3 separate regions of the Zea mays genome follow, and regions 1 and 2 are each linked to region 3. A link is a contact called in public Hi-C data. All regions are on one chromosome and are shown on one strand. Each heading gives the region's core, a stretch centred on a gene start, on an enhancer-like site or on the middle of the called end of the contact. The rest is flanking DNA. Distances are from core to core; before and after follow the strand shown.

Region 1 (3,818 bases), core at 785-3,284, 200 kb after region 3:
GAGAGAACGAGACGTGAGCAACTGCTGGGAGATGGAACTCCAACTCGTTAGGCAAGTTTGTGTTCCTATCCTTTTTCTCTTCTCTCCTCCAAACATTACAGTATATATGGTCTCCTGCTAGGTCGATTATACAACCATTTGAATGTATACGCACACCACTACATGTATTATGTACAACACAGACCATTCTGGCGATTTTGACCCATGAATCGTCCCAACTCCTGTCTCTGTTTCTCCAGAACCGACTGCTGAATGCGTACCAATAAGGCTGCTCTATATCGACAGTTGCTGGCAAATGAGATTGAACACATGTCCCTGCAACTCCGGCTTCAGACCCTTTATGAAATGCGCCACAAACATTACAGTATATATGGTCTCCTGCTAGGTCGATTATACGACCAACTGAATGTATACGCACACCACTACATGTATTATGTACATATACTACCAGTATATGAGTACTGAATACTACTTCCTTTATTATATTCACTGTTACGCTTACGCACCCGACCCCAAGCTGCATCCCGGTCCTGGGGAGCTCACCTGCTGCGGCGGCGGCGTCTGCACGGCGGAGGGCTTAAAAGTGAGGAACAGCGGGCGGCGACACCAAGGTTAGCTTCTTTGCATCGCTGTATCGTGGATCGGAGGGCTGCCTAAGCCTGGGCGCAGGGCACGGGCCTATGCTCATATTCATATCGCTGTCGTATACTCGCAGGCTGAGTCGCTGATGGACTGAACGAGTGAGGCGGCATGCCTTTGCATGGGCGGGGCCGTCAGGGTTAAGGCCGGCCTCGGTTGCGTGTGTATAATTGTGCCAATTTCATGTTTTACGGGGTTTTTCTTTTTCTGTCGAGCTGATCTAGATCCAGCTCATACGTGCGGGCTGTGTCCGGCCTAACAGGCCAATATTTAAGATTCGGTCTAGGCCTGTCTTCGTTCGTGTTAGCCTGGTCTAAATTACTAAGTGTTAGGCTTTGCTTTGGCTACTGATTTTAGATCGTGGTTGTGCTTGTATTAACCCAAAAATAGGGCTAGATATCGAGTCAGGTCAACTTGGCCAAACTTAAACTGTCTCGGCTCGATATATTAAGGAACCGAATAAGAGAACCAACTCGTCTCATTTGTGAGTTCGAGCTCTCCCGAGCTAAAAAAACAATATACACATATATAAAATAGTATAACCAATTATTAGTTAATTCTAGACCTATTTAACACTAAAAAAGAGTAACAATACTCACACTTTCACATATCATGTCAATATAACACCAAATTAACAAATCACTTATTAATTCATCCAACACAAGTGCGAGATTTGTTTTTCTGACAAATGGTTGCTCATTCAAGCTAAAGAGCTGACTCGAACACAGCTCGAGCTGGCTTGTTAACAAATCTTGCTGAGATACTAGCTCAGCTCGTGACAAAATCAAAATGAGCTGAGCTGAATTGAGTCGAGCTAACCATGAACCGAGCGATCTCACGAGCCACGAGTATTTTGTCTAGTCCTACCAAAAAGACCGGTCCATTCTTCTAGTACTAGTCCGAACCCCGAAAACTTTATGATTTCCATAGCATTTGTCAAGGCTGCCTCATTAATCATTTTGTTGACGATCTAGAGTACTCTAGCGAAAACATGCAAGCAACCAAACCGTAGAGAAGTGTAGTAGGCAAGGCTGGTCGCTAATGCGTGCACCTGGACAGTCGTAATCGGACTGTGCGTGAACGAACTAAAAAGGCGCAACAAACTGTTGGAGTCGCTAGTCAGTACAAAACTGAAGCGGCCTTTGCCCTTTTGTGACTGTCAGCACAAGCAACAAGTCCAAACTGTTGAGCACACGATCCATCCAAGTCGACATCCTACTGCTGATCGATCGCGAGCTTGTCAGGTTCTTCCCATCCAACGTGCACAGCTCCTATCACGGCAAAGCAAAGCACCAGCAGCGTACGAGGACAAGGCCTGAATTTGTTCCCAGGTGCAACAAACACTTTTTGTTCTTTTTAGCTTTGCATCCTTCTCGTTCCACTTACTTAATGGCACACCATCAGCAATGCACACCACGGCAACAGCATTCACTGCCAAGAGAGTGAGCGAGCGAGCAGAGGCAGCGCAGCAATGGCGGCGGCAATAGTACTCTCCGGCCAGGTGCGGCCGCTTCCCTCGTCGCTGCCCCTGTCCCTGCTGCTGCTCCTCCTCCTGTGCTGCTCCGGCACCTCGTGGGGATGGAGCACGTCCCGGGGAGGAGCCGCCAGGGAGTGCGGCTTCGATGGCAAGCTGGAGGCCCTGGAGCCGCGCCACAAGGTGCAGTCTGAGGCCGGCTCCGTCCAGTACTTCAGCCGGTTCAACGAAGCCGACCGGGAGCTCACCTGCGCCGGCATCTTCGCCGTCCGCGTCGTCGTCGACGCCATGGGCCTCCTGCTCCCTCGATACTCCAACGTCCATTCGCTTGTCTACATCGTCCAAGGTTCTTGGCTAGATTCTAGTGCTGCAATGCATGTGGCTCAGCTCGACTACAGATTTTGGCGTATGAATCACGACTAATCCAGTGTATTATGTAGGGAGAGGGATCATTGGGTTCTCGTTTCCGGGATGCCAAGAGGAGACCCAGCAGCAGCAGTATGGATACGGATATGGATATGGACACCATCACCATCAGCATGACCACCACAAGATCCACCGATTCGAGCAGGGCGACGTGGTGGCCATGCCGGCCGGCGCCCAGCACTGGCTGTACAACGACGGCGACGCGCCGCTTGTGGCGGTCTACGTCTTCGACGAGAACAACAACATCAACCAGCTCGAGCCTTCCATGAGGGTACTGCTACTATGCTAGCAGCTAGCTACACCCTTACATTTCGATAAAACTCGACTAATGAATCTCTGTCGTCGTTGTGCGATTCGCAGAAATTCTTGCTGGCTGGGGGCTTCAGCAAGGGGCAGCCCCACTTCGCCGAGAACATCTTCAAAGGGATCGACGCCCGGTTCCTGAGCGAAGCCCTGGGCGTCAGCATGCACGTCGCCGAGAAGCTGCAGAGCCGGCGTGACCAGCGAGGCGAGATCGTCCGCGTGGAGCCGGAGCACGGCTTTCACCAGCTGAATCCGTCGCCGTCGTCGTCGTCGTTTTCGTTCCCATCGTCACAAGTCCAGTACCAAACGTGCCAGCGCGACGTCGACAGGCACAACGTCTGCGCCATGGAGGTGAGGCACAGCGTCGAACGGCTGGACCAGGCCGACGTCTACAGCCCTGGGGCTGGGAGGATCACACGCCTCACCAGCCACAAGTTCCCCGTCCTCAACCTCGTACAGATGAGCGCGGTGCGGGTAGACCTGTACCAGGACGCCATCATGTCGCCGTTCTGGAACTTCAACGCCCACAGCGCCATGTACGGCATCAGGGGCAGTGCAAGGGTCCAGGTCGCCAGCGACAACGGGACCACGGTGTTCGACGACGTGCTCCGTGCGGGGCAGCTGCTCATCGTACCCCAGGGCTACCTCGTCGCCACCAAGGCGCAGGGAGAAGGCTTCCAGTACATCGCCTTCGAGACGAACCCTGACACCATGGTCAGCCACGTCGCCGGGAAGAACTCCGTCCTGAGCGACTTGCCGGCCGCCGTCATCGCCAGCTCGTATGCCATCTCCATGGAGGAAGCTGCAGAGCTCAAGAACGGTAGGAAGCATGAGCTGGCTGTGCTTACTCCTGCTGGCAGTGGCAGCTACCAACAAGGTCAAGCTGGCAGCGCCCAACAGTAGGCACAACCTCAGAGTGATCTGCCTGAATAAGTACTCGTAGACTGTAATAATTAAACAAAGCTTGCTCATGGTT
Region 2 (3,815 bases), core at 967-3,466, 180 kb after region 3:
AGAGCCCATTTCGCTTCTTGCAGAATTTACTGTCACCTACTAAACTATATGTGTGAATAAGGTGATGAACCTCATTTTACTTTTTAGGAACGAATATTTAAATACGATTTCTCAACAACATTGCACACAAGCATAATTAACTGTGAAAATAGAGTTAACAGTCACTAATTAAATGATATGTAGGCTACATATGCTGATAAGGCGATGAACCTCTTTTCAGGATAGATTGTCAATGTGATTTCCCAACAACATTGAACAGAAACATAACTATCTGTGAAACTAATAAGTTGTTATCTGGTGATGCTTCCCCAAATGCCTACAATAATGCAGATCCATTTTGCAACCCCTGAATAGAAGAATGTTCAGCAGACCATTGTAGAGATGCTAGGATACATACTGGTGAATCTGCATCCCAGGTTGATGTGGCTTCTCCAAGTCGGAAAACACCGCTATAGCCCTTAACCATTCCTTGGTAGCTTCAGAAGCATGAGATCATTCAGAATAGAATGTACAGCAAGTGCTAGAGATGGAGGGATGATAAGTAGCGATAGTATGCAAAACAATTATTTCAGTCCATCATATTTTTCCCCACATAGCCTACTATACAGTCTATACTCGAGCAAATTCTAGGATAAGCATAAGCCAGAGGACAACTGCCCCAGCATCCACAAGAATAAGCTTTTCCCAAAAGATTATACGATGTTACCTGTCAACTATTTTGGTTGCTTTTCCTACACAAACAATCAACAATCCAGTTGCCATTGGGTCCAGAGTTCCAGCATGTCCAACCTGAGACCACACAAATATTGCAAAACATGTACTTAATGCTAAGGGCTAATGCTACATTCAGATACAGTGAAAAGGCCCTGATATCACCTTTTGTACTTTCACCAAGCGCCGTAACTTTCCACAGACAGTAAACGAAGTCCATCCTGATATCAGAAGAAAGATGAGTTCAGATGAATAGTTTAGGATGGAAGGCAGTAGACCAAATTTAATAAAACACAGTTCGAACCTAATCCTGTCCGCACATTAACTAATTATTTATCTGCCCTGATAGGAAAAACAGTAAAGAACCCTGTCTTCAGGCAAAGCTGCAGTAGTGCCACACTACCTGGCTGACATCTAACTGTTGTGATAATCGCTCACATTTCATAAAATGAGCTTTCCAGTGGTACATCAGATAAAAGTAGCTAAGAAATATTAGTGTTGTCTTAAGCTCACAGACGGCAATGTAGAACTTGCAATGTGCCAGAGGGTAGGGGGAAGGCATCACCTTTGGGCTTGTCGATGAGCACGACGGTCCCAGCAGGGCCGTCCCACCTCGGCGGCAGCTCCGTGGTCCTAGTGACGAGGTACGGCTGCGGCCGCTCCTCCTCCCTCCGCACTTCGCGCTTCACCTGCTGCTGCGGCTCCGTTCCCGGTCTCTTGGCTTTGGTGTCGACTTGGCCGGGACCCTTCTTGAGAGACCTGAAGAAATCCTCCACCTTCCTCTCCAGCACCTCCCCTTTGTTGGCGCCCTTGTCACTGACCGCCCGCTCCTCTCCCTCGTTTTCCTTCTTCTCGTCGTCAAAGAATACGAGCCCCCTGTCGGCGTCGGAGGCCGGGGCGGCGTCGGCGGAGACGAACGCGTTGTCGAGCGACTGGTGGGGGAAGTACTTCTTCTCGAGGCGGTAGAGCATGCGGTAGTGCTTGTCCTTCTCCCACGGCATTGCGAAGGTGTCGTGGAAGTAGAGCGCCTCCTCGCGCGCGTGCAGGCGCGGGAAGTCCACCACCTCCGGCCTGAGCTCGACGAACTCCGACGACAAGGAGGAGGGCTTAGTGGTGGTGGTGGCGTCAGGGTCGGGGAGTAGGCGGCTGCGGCGCTTGCGGAGGTACCGGCGCTTTGCGCGGTCGAGCGTCTGCTCTTCGGGGGCTGGCTGCGGCTGCCGGTCGGCCCCGGCGGCGGAGGATTTGGGGGGATTGGGGTCCGCGGGGCGATGCACGATGAGGTCGTAGTAGAGAGGGTAGCGAGTCGCGGTGAGTGAAAGGAAGCGGCGCGGGAGGCGGAACAGCGGCGATGGGGAGGGGGAGGAGGGCAGCAGCGCCGCCCTTGCCCTCGCCGCCGCCGCCGCCATGGCTCCCGCTCGAGGAGGCATTCGTGTCTCTGCGTCTGCACGGGCGGGCCGCTCGCTATCGATAGGGGAAGCGAGAGCCGAGTCGCGCGGCAGTCCTGACGTTGGATCTGCAGCCGACGGTATAGATGTAGGACATAGGCACATAGCATCATCGATGTCCATACGGCTTGACGGGGTTTAACGGAATGATGCATGCGTACAGTATTACACGGTTTACTATGTTGTCTAGTTACAAATAGCATCGTTGGGGATGTAGCTCAAATGGTAGAGCGCTCGCTTTGCATGCGAGAGGCACGGGGTTCGATCCCCCGCATCTCCAATCTTTTTTTGTTTTCTTCTATTTTTTTAGTTTGGTGGATGAACTGCTTCCACGAGGTTCGATCCCCCCGCATCTCCAATTTTTCTTTTTGTTTTCCTTCTATTTTGTTAATTTGGTGGATGAACTGCTTCCATTTTCTTAATTTGGTTGATGAACTGAGTTTGATTGGGTCTGAAGCAGTGAGAGACTGAGAGTTCAAGAGAAATGTAGGAACCCTGCTACTATTAGGGAACACATTGGGTTCTTTTCCAATGAGGTTCACTGCAATTAGAGGTTCGAGGTTAAAAGGAATTGCATAATCTAGCTTGATTTATTAATTTTTCTTATTTCACTAGCCATTGTTCTTCTTTGCTACTGTTGTTGTATGTGTGGTTTGCTGGTTATTCCCAAATTTCTAGAGCAGGCGGGCATAGGTAGGTTCTGAGTGTTTGCTCTATACTTTTTTTTGCGCGGTGAGAACCAATCCGGACGCGTGGGGCAGGTTCAGAGTATCAGCGCGAAGGGTGAAGTCGTGGTAGCACATGTGCCCACATTAGGTTCTTAATAGAGTAAGTATAGATTGATTAGTTTTATTTTCTAGCTAATTGGATAATTTCTTTTTAGCCACTTTAATTGTGTATATAAACAAAACAACATAATATATTTGCTATAGCAGTGTAGTTTGGCAGTACAAAAAAGGATAAGTGTATCTTTCTAGTGTTCATTCTTGGTTTTGTGAGTGTTTAATGATCTAGGTAGAGGTGTCAATGGGTAATTTTTCATCGGGTTTAAACACCTTATACCCATCCTCATGAAGTTGTACTCATCCACATCTCTATACGCGTACCTATCATGGGTATAAGATTCATCACATACTCATGCCCATTTAGGTATTGGGTCTTTATCCCGACAAAAAAAGCATTATCACATTATATTTTATATGTCATTAACAACCACACAATACCCAAAAACAATACTGTTGGAACTTGCTCTCCGGCGCAAGTTGATCCAACGGGGGAGTGTAGTAACGCAAACAGGGTTTTTGCACGAGATGGCAATAGCTCTGTTAATCTAGCCTCTCAAGGGCACTGTGCGGGGGTATTTATAGGTATCTGTGTGCCCAGCATCCTGTGTTAAGGACGCATGTACCCTCAGACACCTAGGTTATCCCCGGAATATTCCCATAAAGCGGGGTTACAGACCGTAATTACAGGGATGCCTTTACAAATTAGGCCTGTAATGCGCAGCGGCCACGCAGGGTCTGTTACAATGGGTCGGATCACACGTGGGCCTCCATGCTGGACGAGGTCGCAAGATGAGACGACCTCGTCACAGGCCTTCGTCCGGTGACGTATGGGACGAAGGGTTAGTCTGCCTGTTGTCTTGTCTCCATTGGTGCA
Region 3 (3,831 bases), core at 739-3,238:
TTTGAGCTCGTTGACGCTGTTGTCAAAAGTACCTTCTTCACAGCTCTGTTTATATTTGCTTTCTGCTCAACTCCAACAGTAAAGGTAACAAGGTACTTTGGTTTGAAAGGCAGGTCCTGTATATTCAAGATCAAATATCAGCATAGAACATTGCAAGCAACAAAATGCAGAAACAGTGCAAAACTTTGATTTTCCAGTTTCGATTATCTGTGAATCCAATCAAGAAATAGAGAGCTTCAGATCAGTATATGCTTGTAGCACATGTCAAAAGAAGCACAAGACACAAAATCCAGAAATGTGAAGAAGACAAAGAAAGAACAAACGTGAGAAGGAGCATATGCTTAAAGCATGTGTCAAGAGAACTATAAAAAATCTAAAATTAGGTTTCCACTGTAGTTCTCAACATGTCCAGCTATAAATATATCAAACGCACTCGGAGAAGATTGGTGAGGTGATGGTGCATGAGAAAATATACCTCACTTGGGTCTCCCCATAACCTGCGCAAATGGAAGTCAGACTCTGATACAACGATACCTGGTGCTAGCCCCTCTGCACCCTTGGGGTTCGTTGGGACATAAATCTACAGATCATCAAAGAAAAAACTCATCAGACAAACTAAAATATATCAGGAAATAGCAAACACTCTATTCGCTATTTATAAGCATCTGATATTCAAGGAGAATATCACGTTAAATGGATACCGTTCAAATAGCCATAGTACTCCACAACTAAGTCAAGTCATGTGACAGAGTAATACAACTAACTAACCTTTAAGGTACTGTTTGAAGTCGGTTCGGTACCATTTCCCCTTGCGTTTCTGGCAGAAGTCCAAGCATGATTGAGTATAGCTTGGGTCGTGAGTCCAGCGTCTTTGTCTTCAATGTACGAAATAAAGCTATCTGGAAAGTGAAGCTGGCGTATTCGAAACAGACATAAGTAACTGCTCAATTAGTTGAGGTATTGCTGTTACGTGGAGGTTACTATCATTAATACCTTTGTTATGCTGACCGAAGGGAATGAAATCCCAATGAAAAAGCCAAGGACTGCTCCAATAACCGTTACCATAACAAGCCTCATGCTTCCGTTTGGGAATCTAAGCATACTATGAACGTCAACAAGAGCAGAAGATATTAGCATGCAACGCTAGCCGTCCAGAAGCCAACAGCTCGAGTGGAGACAAGCATGTAGGTTTACAAACCTGCGAGCAATAGATGCGAGCTTCGCCATGCTCTAGTACAAGGATGCAGCTAGAGGAGCAATACAGCTGCGAGCGACAAATGCTAAGCATCATATGTGGAGATCATAATGGCGGCGGCTTTGTTATGCAGACAGGAAGGAAGCCTGGAGAAAACACAGACATTGACAATCCATCGTCAGAAGGCCTCCAATCGAAATATGGTTTTCATCTCCTTTTGAATTTGCATAGCATTACAAAGCTACTAACAAGCAACCACAATGGTTGGGCTGCGTCCAAAAGTATGAGCAATGCCCCCAAGTATGCGGTTTCTACTCGCTTTGCTGCTAAGAAGTGGGGCGCACAAACAGTGCAGCACCACAAGATTCTGTGCGTGTAGGACGAACTTGTGCAGGCCAAGTATACGGAATTACTAACAAGTTTTTTGTTGTTGTTACTTTCTCGTACGAGGAGTAAAAAAAGAAATAAAGTAATACTCGGAAAGAAGAGATCTTGTTTGGACTTCTCGGCCGGCGGCAGCATTATTGTAGTACAAGTGGGGTATCTAGTACGGCGAATCGGACGAAATCGAAACCGAGGGCGGAAGGAAAGAGGCGCGGGTTTTGGCAGGAAAGCGAACCTGGCGTCCGTCCGCGCCGGCCGGCGGACGGAGCTGAATAATACCGCAGCGCCGGTGCTGGTATGTTCCGGTTGCGACGGAGGGGGAGCGGGCCGAGCGATGAGCCACCAGCCGTGCCCCCTGCCCGTGGGTACGGCGGCGGCGTGGGAAGAGGAGGGGGCGAGGAGCGGAGCGCGTGGGCAGGCAGGCGGGGGCAGGGGAGGCAGGCGCGCGCGTTTATATGCGTGAGGCGGAGGGTGGGGGAGGGCGGAAGTCGTGCGCTGCGCCTGCGCGGCGCGGCAATGTCAGTTGGAAACTTGGAAGGGATGGGTGGATGGCTGGCTGGATCGATCGATCGATCGATCAATCAAGCCGGAGGAGAGGAGAGGAGCTAGGCCAGGCCAGGAAGGCAGGAAGCCAAACCAAGGGAAAGTTGGAGACGACAGGGAGAAAGGAGAGGGACGCCACCCAACGAACCAACCGCAGCAACTTGCGCCCTCGACGGGGCCGTCCTCCCGCCGTCGGATCCTGGACCACGCGTATTCTTCCTGACCTACCTATTGGTACTACATGGGCCTAGACAGCTCGGTCGGTCGTCCATCCCTGGACTTTGGGATGTCCATGTGTTTGTGTTGTTTGTTGCCAACGTTCCAAACGTTTTTTCAGTTTATTTAGCTCCTTTCTCGTTGACAGTTCCTTCTCAAAAACCAAAATTAGGCTAAGTTGAGATCAAAAAGTATAAGTTTATCTTGGCAGCAAATCGATTCGGCGTCAACATGACTATTTATGCACCCTTTTGTTTTCTTCTGACCGATGCTTGAAAAAACATAATGCTCCGTTTAGACGTTAATATTGGAAGGTACGAATTGATTTTGGTATCAAATTAGACATGATATTGAAATGAGATGTAATCCCAATTCTATTGTTTGGATGTCAATATATTAGATTCTAGTATAGATGAGCATGCAGCCCGAGGCCCGGTTGTCCGGCACGAGGTCTATTTTTTTGGCCCAGCCCAAACATGGCACGACCCGGCTGGGTTTGTACCCTGGCCAATAAATCAGGTCGTGCCTAGGCTACCGGCAGTGCCCACCAGGCAGCACGGTCGGCCCGCCAGAAAACGGCACGCACGGGGCCGGCCCGGTGTCGGGGTGCGAGGGGTAAGGCCCGACCGCCCACACGACATCCGCCCTCCCTCCTCATCTCATCCAAGTGTCCCACTCCCACACAACATCTCCTCTCCCCACTCGAATTGCTTGTCCCGTCGTCTGCGGTCCGCCCGCCGCACGGTCACCGCCTCGCCGTCACCACTACCAGATCTCCGTCACCGGCGACATCGGTGGGTCTCCTACTCTCCTTCCGTGCGGCTCGCCCCACTCCGGCTTTCCCTTGGTCCCTCCCCAATCTAGAAATCCCTAACCCTAATCTTGTCGTCGTTGGTTGTCGGCTCGTCGCGTGTCGTCGTGCCCTAGACCCTCGTCTCTGACTCCGGGCTCCGGCTTGGTAGGTACATTCCTCTCTGACTCTCCCTCCCCAATCGGTAATCCCTAACCCTAACCCTAATCTCCTCTTCGCTGCTTGGTTGTGGGCTTTGGTAGGTTGCGGGCTGACTACATCGTGGTCGTGCTGGTGCCGACAAGGCCGTTGAGGTACGGTACCAAGAAGGGCGCATGGATGACGACGACGACCGGTACCGTAGAACTATCAATGACGAGCTTGTTGAGTTAGGACAACTTCCCGATGACGTCGACGACATGGGAGATGCTATTGTTGCCTTTATTCGGTGTTAGTAGCAGTCATACTGCCATCGACCTAGAGGGGACACCTGCCAAGCCAGTTAGTGATGCTGCTGGCTCTAATGTATTTGATTCTTTGACTTCTTCAAGCACTGGTAAGCGTCGATTTGCTGTTTGGGATGACTTCACTAAAGTCACAGAAAATTGTAATGGTAAGAAGGTGCGCATTGCTGATATTTGCAAATTTTGCAAGGCTCAGTTGAGTGCTAATTCTAATGTTGGCACTTGACACTTGCTTAGGC

What was found. Hi-C and Micro-C count contacts between places; a contact is called where the count stands out from the background.
Region 1: a contact with region 3 is called in a Hi-C map of leaf, with 3 times the contacts expected there. The contact joins the promoter of LOC541640 here to the promoter of LOC100273084 in region 3. A contact is called at or near these places in 2 of 25 Hi-C or Micro-C datasets (both in leaf).
Region 2: a contact with region 3 is called in a Hi-C map of ear, with 2.8 times the contacts expected there. The contact joins the promoter of LOC100284263 here to the promoter of LOC100273084 in region 3. A contact is called at or near these places in 7 of 25 Hi-C or Micro-C datasets (bundle sheath, ear, endosperm and 3 more).

What each region holds. Positions count from the first base shown.
Region 1 is chr6:47,953,157-47,956,974 of Zm-B73-REFERENCE-NAM-5.0, forward strand. LOC541640 (legumin 1) reads left to right here and starts at 2,035. Exons shown (of 3, transcript NM_001111395.3): 1 at 2,035-2,459; 2 at 2,554-2,810; 3 at 2,900-3,818. The coding sequence starts at 2,111. The coding sequence ends at 3,745.
Region 2 is chr6:47,933,261-47,937,075 of Zm-B73-REFERENCE-NAM-5.0, forward strand. It overlaps LOC100284263 (pseudouridylate synthase/ transporter), which reads right to left and starts at 2,217. Exons shown (of 9, transcript NM_001157158.2): 1 at 1,277-2,217; 2 at 877-932; 3 at 707-789; 4 at 398-476. The coding sequence starts at 2,138. TRNAA-UGC (transfer RNA alanine (anticodon UGC)) reads left to right here and starts at 2,364; the gene lies at 2,364-2,436.
Region 3 is chr6:47,748,975-47,752,805 of Zm-B73-REFERENCE-NAM-5.0, forward strand. It overlaps LOC100273084 (lysine ketoglutarate reductase trans-splicing 1), which reads right to left and starts at 1,989. Exons shown (of 15, transcript NM_001147533.1): 1 at 1,815-1,989; 2 at 1,199-1,341; 3 at 994-1,102; 4 at 769-912; 5 at 476-580; 6 at 33-116. The coding sequence starts at 1,227.